Linked DNA regions of Mus musculus: regions 1, 2 and 4 are each linked to region 3. A link is a contact called in public HiCAR-type and HiChIP or PLAC-seq data. All regions are on one chromosome and are shown on one strand. The core of a region is the stretch at or near the end of the contact, and the rest is flanking DNA. Distances in the headings are between cores, read along the strand shown.

Region 1 (3,291 bases), core at 52-2,551, 300 kb before region 3:
AGAATAGCCGTAACCAAGCCTGACAAACTACTGATTTCACCAAAGCAATTGCAATGCCTGTTAGACATCAGAGCCAACTGGATGAGGCGGACCAAAATCACAGCAGTGCTTTAGAGAGATGTCCCTGAGATCTGAGACACAGAGAGGCCTTCCTCCAGGCGGTCTTCACACATGGGCTAGCAGATCGATAAAGAGCATCTGGGCATAGGAAGTATGTAGCATCCCCCCTCATTTTGCTTTTTGCTGATGTCTCTTCAGCCAATGTCAATGATGAGGCAGAGCTCTGGACATTGGAGTCTTATGACCACTAGACTGTCTAGGCATAGATACAATCAAGTCAATGACCAGTGATGGTATCCGGGGTTGGAGCAGGGAAGCATACAATGTGAAATACAGAGGCACTTACCAACAGAGAAGAAACAGAACAATACCATTCGGCGGCGGAGAAGAAAAGGAACCTTGTGCCTCAGGACCATGGACCAGGTGGCATGTGAGTTGGTCCTCTACAGATAGTGAAGACGACATAATAGGCCTGTGGATGGGTAGAGAAGCGTTTTTTCATTATCAAGAAAATGGTGGTTGGTAGCATCCAGGTTCAGGGAGTGTGAGAATGAAGGAATAAGGAAGAGTCTTTGGGAAATAGAAATACCCAGGTGCCTGGTACCCACAGGACAAGATAAAGGCAGCCATGATGGTAACACGGAGAGGGAAAGCTGGTGTGGTGAGAGCCTGGATTCAAAATGGGTCCCCTGCTCTCAATTTAGGGTGTAATCTTGAACATTTCTGTTTGCCCTTCTGAGTTTCATGTTTGTCATCAGCCATGAGGAGAAGGATGCTTGCCATCCAGTGTGGCAATCTTAATGCTGAGATGTAAAAGGTATTAGAGAGATGCTTGGCTCAAAGTAACTGCTCAGAACATTTGGAAGCCCTGTTTGGCTCTCATGGCAAAATGCTAGAAGCTGTTAGGATGCAAAGCCAAACAGGGCTGATCTTAGCTGGCCTTGTTATCATAGTTTGGAACATATGCCTTAGTGTTTTCCGTCTTCTTGGACACTGATGCTCGTCTCTCCAAGCTTCTATTTCCTTGTCTGGATTTGAAGATTGCTCATTAGAAATAGACTTTATCCTGGTCCTTCCCACATTCCAACCTTGACGCACAAAGGGACGAGTTTACATTCTATTCCCTTCCTAATGCCAACTGGAACATTCACAGACTCTTGTTTCCAGTCCCTTGTAGACCTCTCTGTAACAGAAAAGAAATAGCTAATGTGCTAGCCAGCTGAGGATAGCAATCCCATCTTCTGTTCTGGGTTTCAGTTTCTCCTTTTGTACCAAGACAGCTGTTACTTTGGCTAGGACCTCCCAGAGGCAAATATGTCATGCTACTTTCTCATGGAATCAAGAGCCATGTTCCCTAGAAGAATTAGCCACCAATCTGTGTTGTAGTGCAATATATTACCAGATTGGCCACAAGTTTTCCTCTGCTGTGACATGGCCTCAGTGTCTCTTCCCCTCTCATCTAGATTGGTCTTGTGACTTTGTTTTATGAAAGGTAAGAAGTAGACATGATTTAATGAGTCCCAAGCCCAGACCTTGAGAGATTTTGCCTTCCTTCCTGAAACCCTCAGTGTGAACAGCTCATGATAACCTTTTGAATGAGAGAGACCACATGGAGAGAAGGTTCAGACATTTACTGGCTTGGCCCAGGGCATCATAGACAAACCTCTAAATGACCCAAGAGTTGATGCTTAACCTGCTTCAGTAGATGCCTGCTGACCTGTTAAGGAGAAGTCTTTGTTGTTAAGCCCTTGAGTTGTGGAGCAATTTGGTAAGCAAGAAATCTACTTGATACAACATATGAAGACTGCACAACTTTTACAGGAATGTTTGATGGCAAGGTGTGGTGGCAGAGGCAGGAGGATTGCTGTGAATTTGAGGCCAGCCATGTATATACAGTGAGATTCTATCTCTAAATACACACATACCTACCTACCTACCTACCTACCTACCTACCTACCTACCTACATACCTACATACATACATATATACATACCCTGGCCTACAAGAAGTGTAATTTCATGAGATTGCCACTGGCAGTAAGAAGGTTTCCAGGAGCTCTGTATCATGTCACCTGCCTGTATCATGTCACCTGCCTGTATCATGTCACCTGCCTGTAATGCCCATATTTGGGATGCAGTCATATCAATGTCATCCTTAGCTATTGACGACAAATGAGTTCAAGGCTAAATTTGCCTTCTCTCATCAATCTCTATAAAAGAGGGCTACCAGGAGTGGCCACCCAATCTGTGGGTAGCTCTGTTCTAGGGGGTTTATTCAAGTAAGTCTAACACTCTCTGATTTGCACCACATAGGTGGTCCGCAAGGTTGAGCAAGACAAAATATGTGAAGTCTTGGTGTAAAGTTCGTGCAAACTAAACATTTATTTTTATAACAACTTCTTGTATTGAGATATTTTTCTTTGCTTTATTTTATGATTATTAATACTTAATTATCAAATAAGCTTCCATTTTCCCCTCAGAGAAGTGTTCTGGAAGTGGTGACGGTGATGGTGGTGGGCCAGGCGATCCTCAGGGCTCTCTGTAGCATGGCTCTCTGTGATTCATGGACTGACACAAATCTACTTGCAGTGAAGAAGCCAAAACACATGGCTCCTTTGGTGATCGGAGGACATGGCCCCAGAAGTACAGCCCGGCAGGCCATCTGTCAGGCGACCGTGTCAACAGTCAGAGAAGCAGTCTATAAAGCTGCCACCCCCGACCCTTGTTCTGCCCCAGTTAAACAGGATACTGCTTTGCAGGGAGGAGACTGCTATGTTCTGAACAGGAACTAAAGAGTTAATGAACCACTGAGGCTACAAAGAAGCCTTTGGTTTAAGATCAAAAGCAAGTAGCGTCACACAGAGCTCTGAACCATTTATGGCTGACTCCAGCCTCCAGGACTGGATCTCGAGTGGAGTCTCACATGTTACCTTGGTAGCACTGGAAACTAGAACCTACCTACCAGGAGTTGGTTTACTGTTTACCAGGTGTAACCATGGGACTGATGGCAAAGCCTCACCCTAGAAACTGGTGTGAGTGGTCTTGGACTTGGACCTGGCAATGCTTCTCCAGCATAGCCAGGGATAGACTTCACTGTTCTAGCTTGGGTACCTGTCTGCAAAGCAGGGATGAAAAGCTTTATTGTTTTAGTGTTGCTAGGAGAACGAGTTAAGATAGGAAACTTATGGGAAAGAACAACTGTTTCCATGGGATTCAGCTGGGCCTTCTACCT
Region 2 (3,112 bases), core at 547-3,046, 330 kb before region 3:
AACTTCCTGGCATATTTATGCATGCTTTCCGGTTGTTATTAAATGGACAACAGCCCATACCAGGGGGTGAACTGTGGCACTCTTTGATTAAGCAATCCTGATGGCCTGGTCACTGCACTAATGACAGACTGGCTGGTTTAGAGATTCAATCGAGAGGGTGCAGGCGCCCGTCGTGCGTTCGGCTATCACATACACGAAGTCGTTGCAGAAAGGGGTATCATAGAGAGCGATTTGAGGAAATTTTGGGGAAAAGCTGAAGTTAGCTAGGTTCTTTTCAACACTGTTTACATAGTACTTAGGATAATTAGAAATGTGAAGTTTTCAAGTAGAAAAATCATTAACTCTGACATTCTAATCAACCTTGGAATTGATGCCAATCTGAACCCTTGGCTACTGAGCAGACATTTTTTGATACGTAGCTGTGTGATCTTTTCCTTTGAGTAGAAGATTAAGGGCACAGTTTGGAATCATATGGAGAGTGTTAGCATAGCGTTTCATTTCCAAAGTGGCCTTAATTATAATTACAGGGGCACCATTTGGGGACAAATGGGGACTCTTCTATATTAGTCTTGTTTTCTTTCCATCTCTGTATTATGTGTAGTTAGACTATTTTGATTAGAAAGCGTGACACCCCAAATTCTTAGCACAATGCTCAGATAAGTCTTTTCACTAAAAAATGTCAAGCAAGCCCAACATCCTCAGCTCCTGGGATACAGACACAGTGTCCTGTAACCCATGTACTCAGATGCTCAGGATAAGGGTAGCAGTGTCCAACCCACAGAGGATGCTACAAGAATTTGGAGCTTCACAATGATTGTGCCAGAGATTCAGTTCCTAGCCTTCATTCCAAAGCTCCATTGTTTGTTTATTCCCATTCCCCAAAATTCTCTCGAGTCATGGATGCTTTGGTTGTTGGGAACAAACCCCAGTGTCTTACTTTTCTGGTGCAAACACAAAAGTTTACAGAGAATAAACCTTTGGGTAAGGAATAAGATTGTGTGCTTCCTCTTTCCATTGAGAAGGCATTTCACGGCTTTATGCCCTCAATCTCAGTCAGGCGTCACCTTCGTGTCTGAGGAAGAGTGGGAGAAATGGTAGATAAGACGAAAATGTAAGAAAAATCCCCAATGACTGGATCCCACGACTGAATCTCCCAAAGGCAAGAGCAAATGATTAGAGCTGTTTCCTTCTGAGTCCTCTAATATTGAAGCTGCCATGTCGGAGGGTGATCAACTGAAGGTAGTTTTGTTTCATTCTACTCAACCGGAGCTGAGCCTCGAGTGGTGGAGGGTCAGTTGCTCAGCAGTGCTGTAGTCTCTCTGTGGGCATTCCTTCTTCACGAATCATTCAGTTTCCTTCTGACTGCATACAGCTTTGTAGTGTGTGAGCCAGGCAGGCTCTCACTTCTCAGACACCCAGTTTTGTAACTCTGGAGGTGACTAAGTTGATGCCTAAACCAGAAGGTATCTTCCGTGTGTTGAAATGTGAGAGAGGCAGGAGGGACACTGAGACCCATGATCGGCAGGTCTTTCTGATCCTCTCTGGTACTGAACAGCCTTCAGGAGAAGATGGACTAGGGAATGGCCTGTGGGCCAGAGCTTTGGAGGTCTCTCTCAGCCATGGGTGGAAGACTCATGGCTTTCTGGCTGACCTCTAGCTAGAGGCTCTCAGTCTCTCTTTCCAAGGCCACTAACTAAGAAACCCTCCATAAAAGCTCCCTTATAGCCTGAGCTCCTAAGTATGTTTGTGACTAGCCCCGCTCTGACCCACAGCTGTGTCATGAAGCTAACTCCCAGCAGCTGGCTGTGGCAATGTGACACTGGGTTCTCTGATTTGTGATTGTTCCTTGTTCTCTGGGTAGCTCTGACTTAACCACTGAGTTCCTCCTCTCAGCCACAGACCTCTGAGACATGGGGCACGCCAAATGCACCTCCTCTCTGCTGGGCACCGCTAGTCTTTTACTGGGGATGGACTTATCATTTGGATGGATTTTCTGCTTCCTAATCCTGACCTGGGAGCCACACTATTGGACCAGTGAACTATTTCCTGTTTTTCTGGGTTACCCTTCTGTCTCCTCCGTCTGAGATTTCAATGCTCTTTCACCCTTTAGGATAGACTCTATCTAAATAACCTCTTCATTCAGTTTCCTTCAGTCAACACATAGAATCTTCTATTTCTTGCCAAGACACTGATGGAAGAATGTTGGACTGTGTAATTGTGGTTTGTGGTTAACATGGTTGCCCTTAAAACCCTTTCCTGAAACCAGGAGCCATCTAGCCTAGAGAGATGGCTCAGCAGTTAAGAGCTCATACTACTCCCGCTGTGGACTTGCGTTCAGTTCCTGCCACTTTATTAGGTGGCTCGCAACCATCTGTAACTCTAGCTGCAGGGGATCTGACACCCTCTTCTAGACTCTGTAGGAACCTGCATTTATGTGCAGTCATGTGCCCACCCCCACTCTATGCCATACACATAATTAAAAATGTAAAAGGTGGTGGAGGGATGCTTCAATATTACTGGTGCTCCTCTAGAGGACCAGGGTTACCAGCACCCACATGGCAGCTCACAATCCTTTGTTACTTTAGTTCTAGTGGATCTTCTGGCTTCCATCACAGGATTTTTATGACAGGAGAAGCCTCCTTCATAAATGTCCACCTTACTGGGACATTCAGGTCTGTATTCAACTGTAAGCATCACGAAACAGTCCTTCCTTTATTCCTGTACAAGTCAGCATCCAAGCATATTGACGAGCACATATATATCTATTTTTATATTTGAATCTTTAATTAATGAAAACTGTGTGAAAGATAATCACTGGCTGTTTTCTTCTTCACTGAGGACTATATCGCGTGACTTAGATAAACTCCACAACTGAGCACTTTGGAGGAGAGACAGTGCCAGTAAATGGCTTTGTTCAAAGGTTCCCTAAATTTTCGTACCAAGGATTTTTCCTTATCTCTTCTCCATCATTTTTAATTTAAAAAGAATTCTATATTTCCACTGTCAAGTATACAAAACATGAAAGCCAATGGCAGAAAGCATGAGTCTTTAGGGTTGACCTAGTGTTACTTGGAAGGACTTGGTGTGTTAGTGAGGGTGTGGCAAACGGGAA
Region 3 (3,440 bases), core at 940-3,439:
GCCAGAGGACCTGTGTGTCTTTTGTGAAATCTGTCATTAGATGTTTGCAAAAAATGTAAAACAATGTCACATTTCTTGCTAATTGTTTTTAGAAAAGTCTTAAGATGCCAGTGTTATAAGCATGCAACATATTTATTGTTTCTTTAAAGTTAGTAAACACTTTTACTTTAGGATTTTTTTAGTCTTAGTTTCCAATATCAATAAATATAACCAATAGAAACAAAATTATTTTGCCTCCTCAATGGAGTTTAAGAATTTGGTGGATGTTTGAAGAGAACAATATCCACCAAAGAGGACACTCTCAACCCAGTCTAGGTTCAGCTCGTTAATATTGAGAACAGAGGTAAACTTATTCCAAATAAACTCTCCAGCTCAAAACAATGAACAGACTGATAGAATGCATATTTTAAAGGGAATTAAACAAGAAAAGGAAAATTGATGAAACATTTGAATAAGTGTGCAGCGAGAATCACAGCGAGTGTTTGGAGACTCTGAGTCTAGAGTGTTAAAATCTGATGCTGGAAAAACCCTTGAGTCAGAGAGGCAGAACCTAATGTTTGATGGCAGTCATATGCCAAGTACTTCGTACCTGCCTTGCATCCTTGCAATGAATTACATAGCCAGGTGGCATCATCTGCTTTTCACACAGCTCAGAGAGCATTCCATGAGGCTCCTAGACTGGTACCCAGCTCACCATCCTATGTAGTTTCATGGTATCTTGGAACAGAAGAGAGTTTACAATGTGGGCCATGTGACCTCTAGCTCTGAGAACACAAAACACCATGGTGAGCTCAAGGAAGACCAGTTCTGGGGAAGAAAGGCCAAGTGTCCACAGAGAGAAGCAAATGATTCTTCTAGAACAATGAGAAGAAACAGGAGAGGTAGGAGCAAAGCTTTCAGTACCAACAGACACACTTGCCCTTTCTCTGGCTGCACCCTCAGTAAGCTTAAGGTTCAGAGAACAATACCCCAGCTGTTAGAGGAGCGAGGTGCTGGATTTTACAGTCTGTGGAAGATACAAGGAGAGATGGAGCGCCATCACAGTATGAATGGACCGTGCTTTGACAAGGTCAGCACTAGGAGATGTGGAAATCTAGAAGAGAAACACCAACTGGCCTTGGCTCGGTGATGCAGTCTTATTGCTGTTGTGTATAGTGGGAGTCGAGAAGGCAGAGAACCATGTGTAGCATACAGCAGGAGTGTGGCTTCTCAGAGAACAGAATAGAACCCAGAAGAATTAACAAGAGTATGGGCCTTTGCAAATATAACAATAGCCCTTCTCCATGCCAGATTTTACTAAAAGTACCACTATTTCAAGTGTCAGACATGTAAAATAATCCATGTGCCTTTATTACTATGCTCTTGAACCTCTAAAGATTCCGGTGTTCAGGATTTGAGACTAGACAATCAGATATTGTATTACTTTCTGAATTCCCACCTTCTCCATGGCCATAGATCTGCCCTTCCAGCGTCTGGTCTACAAAATGAGGCCTCATTTAGTCAATGGTGAGAATAGTGTTTCCCCTCTATTCCTATTTCCTCCCTCCCTCCTCTTCTTCCCTCTCTTTCCTTCCCCTCCACCTTCTCTTCTTTTTCCAGCTGCTGTAAAAGAGACAGCCTTTACACTCTATGTATTCATGCACAAAGTTCTCTCATTAAGATCTATTCCCTTAATTCATCTCTGGATTCCTCACTTCCTAGGCCTTGAGGACAAATAATACAACTGCAAATTCTGATTCACTTTGAGGTGGGTGGGGGTGGATAGTTCTTAGTCCTTGGAATATGAGACTTTTTACATCTCTACCCAAGTTAAGCAAATATTCCTAAAAGTCCAAGGAATCTGACTTTTTTTAATCTCTGAGTTTCCACCTTAGATCAGAAAAGTTACTTATTACCTTGGAAAAGAAGAAAGGAAGTTAGAGAGGGGAGGGAGGGAAGGAAGGAGGGAGGGAGGGAGGGAGGTTGAGAGAGAGAGAGAGAGAATTATTTTAACCATAACAAAATTGACCCCCAAGTTTTCAAAGATTTTGTAACTCCTCCCCAGATGCTTCCTAAAAATCACAGTGACATCTTTTTTCCCCCATAGGGACATTTTTGTCATAATTCTTGTGTTGCTATCCCAGCCCACTGTGATTCAGAGAAAAACATACATCAGGCGCCACAGGAAAGTCAGGACCCAGCAGCAGAAGATGGGCGTGGGGAGATGCTGGGTGAGTCAGCTCCGAGATCCAGCACATGTTGCTTTCTTCCCAGCAGACTCCCTGGCCTCTGTCTTTCCCCAGGAAGTCACGACTTATCTTGGGCTTTGGTGGCTAATACAGGACATCGAAATCCAGAAAACTTGGACTCAAATCGATCTGATTTCCTTACCACACATTGGTTGCATTTTCTTGGTGAATTCTTTGGACTTTCTGGCTGCATCTGTTAGAGACCAGGTGCTCTCCCAGACTGCCTCAGTGCCAGCCGCTATGACATCACCAGCCACCAAACTCCACAAGAGTACCCTTTAAAGGGTCCCCACCATCATGCCCACTCTCTGTTTCCTGGTCTGTCTGTCCCTCACTCTGTCCCTCTTTGTGTCTTTATCTTCTCTCTCTCTCTCTCTCTCTCTCTCTCTCTCTCTCTCTCTCTCTCTCTCCATATATATATATATATATATATATATATATATATATATATATATATATATATATACTCTATGTATTAGTTCCTTGAATATATTATATTCCTACTCAGAGGTGGCCTTTCACTTCCCCCCCCACCCCCCCCACCCCCAATTAAATTTCTTATGTGATGTCTGTTGCATGGTATGATTTTCTTTTCTTTTGGCATTCCTTGGACCTCCAATTGCCAGGATACCCTGTCTCCATAAAGCCTTTATACGTTCTGTTCAATCTGAAATTTGCGAGAAGAAAGACCGGTTCTACAATTATTCAACTAAAGCAAGCTTTAATTAATATTGGCCAGGTAGATGGGGAAGCTTCTTTTTGTAACAAATGAAGACTAGCACTGAGATCCATTCATTAGTGGTCAAAATGCAGAAAAGAGTGAGCATTGGATACCTAGCCCCAATCGATACATCCACAATAACCTCTAAACACAAATGCTCAGAAAAAAAAAAAGGCAGGGAAGAAGGGATGGAAGGACAGTATTGGAAAGAGCATGATGGATACAAATCAGAGGGGGAATCGTACCCCTGTTCAGTGGGCATGATCTGGGGAGAAGGGCTCGAATGGCACTAGGCACTGGGGATGCCCTGTGAAGGCAAGGGTGTGAGGGGGCCTGGACACTGGGGATGAACTGCAAAAAAAAAAAAAAAAGATTAAAGATATAGTAATTTTTAAAAAGTCAAATTGACTTAAAAATCTTGTTTTCCCTCTGATAACTATGAATTCATTTATTTCTAGTTCATTCACTTTTACCGCCTGAAGAACGGTTCT
Region 4 (3,390 bases), core at 627-3,126, 480 kb before region 3:
AGGTTGAATAGTGACTCAGACTCCTATTCAATCTCACCTAAGCTTATCTTTCACAGTATTGTTAATCTTTCTCTATTGAGCAAGCCTGAAGTTGTCTGGGGAAGTATGACACACAGTAGGGCACATGGATCATTTGATTTCTGAGTATCGTGTTGCAGTGGATGATTTGTGAACTTCTGCACAAACTCGAATAGCTCTGTGCCCCATGCCCAATATTCTAAAAGGTCCTCTATCACGCCTCCTCCACAGTGTTTGTCCTTCACTCTTGTTCTTTCCGAGGCCCTGTCCATATTGGCCATTGGGACCACTGCAGGCCTCCCCAGTCAGCTCTGAAACCAGTTGGAAGGGCTCTGGTCTGGCTCTTCAGATACAGCAAGTTTAAGACCCAATTAGTGGAGAATCAGAGATCCAAGTGGGGTTGACTTGTTTACTTCCCCCCACCAGCTGAATTCCCCATCCCAGTTCTTGGGTTTTCATGAAAGGAAGCCAAGCTCACACACAGCTCCAGGCATCCCAGCAGGAGAAGAGGTGAGTCATTTACTTGTAGAGGAATTAGGGTCGGTAATGTCCCATTAATCTGGCTTCACCAGGAAATGAGCTGTGTCACCTAAGTACATTTTCCAATAACCAAAGCTTACCCTTTCATGTGCCAAAACTTGATTTAATCATTTTGCATGGAAGGCCTTCTAAAACTAATTACACGCTCCTTGCCCGTTGCAGTGGGTGAGGCTGCCCATTCTCTAACCTTTTCTTGAGGACACAAGAACCATTAATTCACCAGGCTATAAATTAAGAAAAGTAAGGTGCTATTTGTACGAATAATGCATTTCCTCATCTGTGCTGTGGATTTTGAGTTCTTCTGTCTTCTTTAATAATTGTATTCATTCTCTCCCCTCGACCCCCTGCATTTCTTCATTCTTTGTGGGTATTGTATGACAGCCAGCCAGGAATGGATTCTGGTGTCAGAGCTACATGCAGATTCTGGCTCTACTCTTCTGTCCACTGGGCTCCAGTGTCTTTGTGTGGAGTATGCATCCAAGTGAACTGTCACTGATTGTGTCTGGAAAGTCCAGTTCCCTCCTCACATCATTGGAAAGACCAGATACACAATGAATGTGATGATCCTCTATTGTGACCCTCACCCCTCAGGACTCAAGGCTGCTTAATAATAAGCACTGCTCCCATGGGTAGGTTTGCTTCTTGCTCTGCAGTTTTTCTACATTTTGATCCACAAACCTAATCTACAGAGGGTCCTCTCAGAGCTGCATGGACAAGCTTGCCACTGCCTTATTTGCTCTGTCTCCAGCCTCCAGGCATGTAACCCAAACCCAGATCTAGGGTAGGGATTGGGCACACTTTCCTCATTGTTAGAGGAAGCATCTCAGGTCTTCGGGGGAAGCAAAACGTCTAGAGTCAATCTCACAATCTGTTTCACATGTGGAGGTCCCAGGAGACGCATGCGGTTCTGTAGACTTTGGATCTTTAAAATGCTGGCATGCCACAGTCAAGTCCCACTTTGGATGCTTGCCCCAAGCTTTTCTGTGTTGAAGGAGAGCTGCAAGGGCCTCATTGCTCAACTCTTGGGGAATGGGGAGAAGGTATGTTCTCATTAAACAATTCACAAGCTCTCAGGGCTGCAAATAAAAACCATGACTCCCTCCCATGTTCCTCTTCCCATCCGATCCCCCACTTCCGTTGGCTTAGAAGCACTCCACCCTTCCTACAATGGGTAAAGCATGAACAACAAGTGGAAAATCAGGAGTAAGGGGCATGCTAGTTATTTTGTTAAAAAAAAATTAAGTCCCTAGAGCTAAAGCTAAAGCCACAGACTGACAGGGCAGGGTACGCCCCTGACAGCAACCTCCTGCCAAGGGTATTAGAATGCTGATTCATCTTCTTATGAAACGAAGAGCTCTCTAGAGAGCGGGCAAAGAAGGCAAGGAAAACAAGAGATTGCAAGGAAAAGGAAAGTGGGGAGAACTAAGAGGAGAAACTTATTGCGCAAATACCTAGCATGGGTGTGCACGTACGTGTACAGGTATGCGTATGTGTGCATGTACATGTAAATGCAGTGCTGTTTCATATAATGCAGACAGTTTTCATGGTTCTTATTTCCATCTTGCAAACTAGGAGACCAGTTTGAGAGAGAGTGATGTTTTCAAGTTACCCATTGGCGGATGAAGATTTTTTTCTTGGCAAGCAAAAGGGCGTAGACCTCCACTTCTCCCTCCCCTCCCCTTCCCGTGGTACAGAAAACAAGGGAAAGGAAAATAAGAAGGAAATGCCATGGTGACACATTCTTCAAGCCCTGTATCCCAGGCCACAGGTGTGGAAATTGCCACAACCTTTTCTGCTACAACACTTTACAACTGGTACATCTTGCCTCTTCCTTCCCCCCCCCACCCCCTTTCTTCCTTCTACAAGTGCTGCGTTTTTTGTTTGTTTTGTGTTTTGTTGTTGTTTTTGTTTGTTTGTTTGTTTGTTTTGTTTTTAGTCTCCTTTACTCTCAAAATGGGTGCAACAGTTTGTAGAGTGTTTATGGGCAGAGTTCAAGGAAACAAACCAGGACATTACAGCTTGGTTCTTTGTTTGTAAGTTCTTTTTGTAGCCCGTGCTTACTAAAATTGCAACAAAGTAACTCTGTCATTCTATATTTAGTTTCTGCCTCTTGGGTTTGACGTAGATCTTCCTCATCACTTTATCTCTGTGTCTTAGGAATCTTAGTAGATTAATGCAACCCAAGGATGTGGAAAGTAGAAATGATGTAACAAAAGCAATGAAAAGGGAGACATGCTGAATGGAATCGCACAGTACAAACTCAAGTTGCAAGGCTGTGCTGTTCTAGGCTCTGACATGCCTGCTTTAATGGCAGACTGAGCCATCTTCATGCTGACTGTAAGCTTTAATTCTCAATACAAGGATGTGTATAGAATACAGTGCTTGGGGGTTATAAGGCACGTGCAGGCATGATTCTTACAAGGTTAATTTGTGTTTCCTTGGAAGATTTTTTTTGTTTCTTTCACGTGACTAGCAACACCGAAAAATCCTGGTGTTTTTGTTGTTCTTGTTGTTTGTTTTCTGCTTTGTTTTGTTTTGGCAAGCATTTGTCATCAGAATTCTGTCACTGGCTCTTCATGTTCTCTACACAGTCTGGTTGTTAGCCAGACAGGAGTGACCACTGCTCTTTCTCAACAAGGACATAACATGTGCACTGGAGGATTTAGAGGAGGCCAAATTGATAGTCTAGCTAGACTTTGCAAGGAAAACTGACAAACTAGCATGACTTTGCATAATAGCTATGGGATGCACTCATATTCTCTCTCTCGCTGACCCCCCTCCCTCCCTCCTTCCCTTCCCTCCCTCCCTTCTTCTTTCTTTCCCCTTTGTATG

What was found. HiCAR-type assays count read pairs that join an accessible place to other places. HiChIP or PLAC-seq counts read pairs in DNA pulled down with a chosen protein or histone mark.
Region 1: a contact with region 3 is called in a HiCAR-type map of fibro-adipogenic progenitors, with 4 times the contacts expected there. The contact joins two enhancer-like sites. A contact is called at or near these places in 3 of 115 datasets of contacts at active chromatin or transcription factors (embryonic stem cells, fibro-adipogenic progenitors and large pre-B cells) and 1 of 9 other capture datasets (embryonic stem cells).
Region 2: a FOXA1 HiChIP or PLAC-seq map of pancreatic cancer cells shows a contact between it and region 3. The contact joins two enhancer-like sites. A contact is called at or near these places in 1 of 15 datasets of contacts at CTCF or cohesin (the NIH/3T3 cell line), 1 of 484 Hi-C or Micro-C datasets (cortical neurons), 4 of 115 datasets of contacts at active chromatin or transcription factors (a colorectal cancer cell line, embryonic fibroblasts, embryonic stem cells and 1 more) and 1 of 9 other capture datasets (embryonic stem cells).
Region 4: a contact with region 3 is called in a HiCAR-type map of fibro-adipogenic progenitors, with 4 times the contacts expected there. The contact joins two enhancer-like sites. A contact is called at or near these places in 2 of 115 datasets of contacts at active chromatin or transcription factors (embryonic stem cells and fibro-adipogenic progenitors) and 1 of 9 other capture datasets (embryonic stem cells).

What each region holds. Positions count from the first base shown.
Region 1 is chr4:105,904,546-105,907,836 of GRCm38.p6, reverse strand. No RefSeq gene overlaps it. Among named protein-coding and RNA genes, the nearest start is that of Gm29922, 60 kb to the right of the region's middle. Within about 2 kb of position 1,301, at least 14 of the 459 cell types and tissues checked have an H3K27ac peak or open chromatin away from gene starts, as enhancers often do. A contact at or near this core is called in fibro-adipogenic progenitors, where this site is marked.
Region 2 is chr4:105,936,060-105,939,171 of GRCm38.p6, reverse strand. No RefSeq gene overlaps it. Among named protein-coding and RNA genes, the nearest start is that of Gm29922, 92 kb to the right of the region's middle. Within about 2 kb of position 1,796, at least 50 of the 459 cell types and tissues checked have an H3K27ac peak or open chromatin away from gene starts, as enhancers often do. A contact at or near this core is called in the NIH/3T3 cell line and pancreatic cancer cells, where this site is marked.
Region 3 is chr4:105,609,915-105,613,354 of GRCm38.p6, reverse strand. No RefSeq gene overlaps it. Among named protein-coding and RNA genes, the nearest start is that of Gm29922, 230 kb to the left of the region's middle. Within about 2 kb of position 2,189, at least 31 of the 459 cell types and tissues checked have an H3K27ac peak or open chromatin away from gene starts, as enhancers often do. A contact at or near this core is called in the NIH/3T3 cell line, fibro-adipogenic progenitors and pancreatic cancer cells, where this site is marked.
Region 4 is chr4:106,093,522-106,096,911 of GRCm38.p6, reverse strand. No RefSeq gene overlaps it. Among named protein-coding and RNA genes, the nearest start is that of Gm26047, 24 kb to the left of the region's middle. Within about 2 kb of position 1,876, at least 39 of the 459 cell types and tissues checked have an H3K27ac peak or open chromatin away from gene starts, as enhancers often do. A contact at or near this core is called in fibro-adipogenic progenitors, where this site is marked.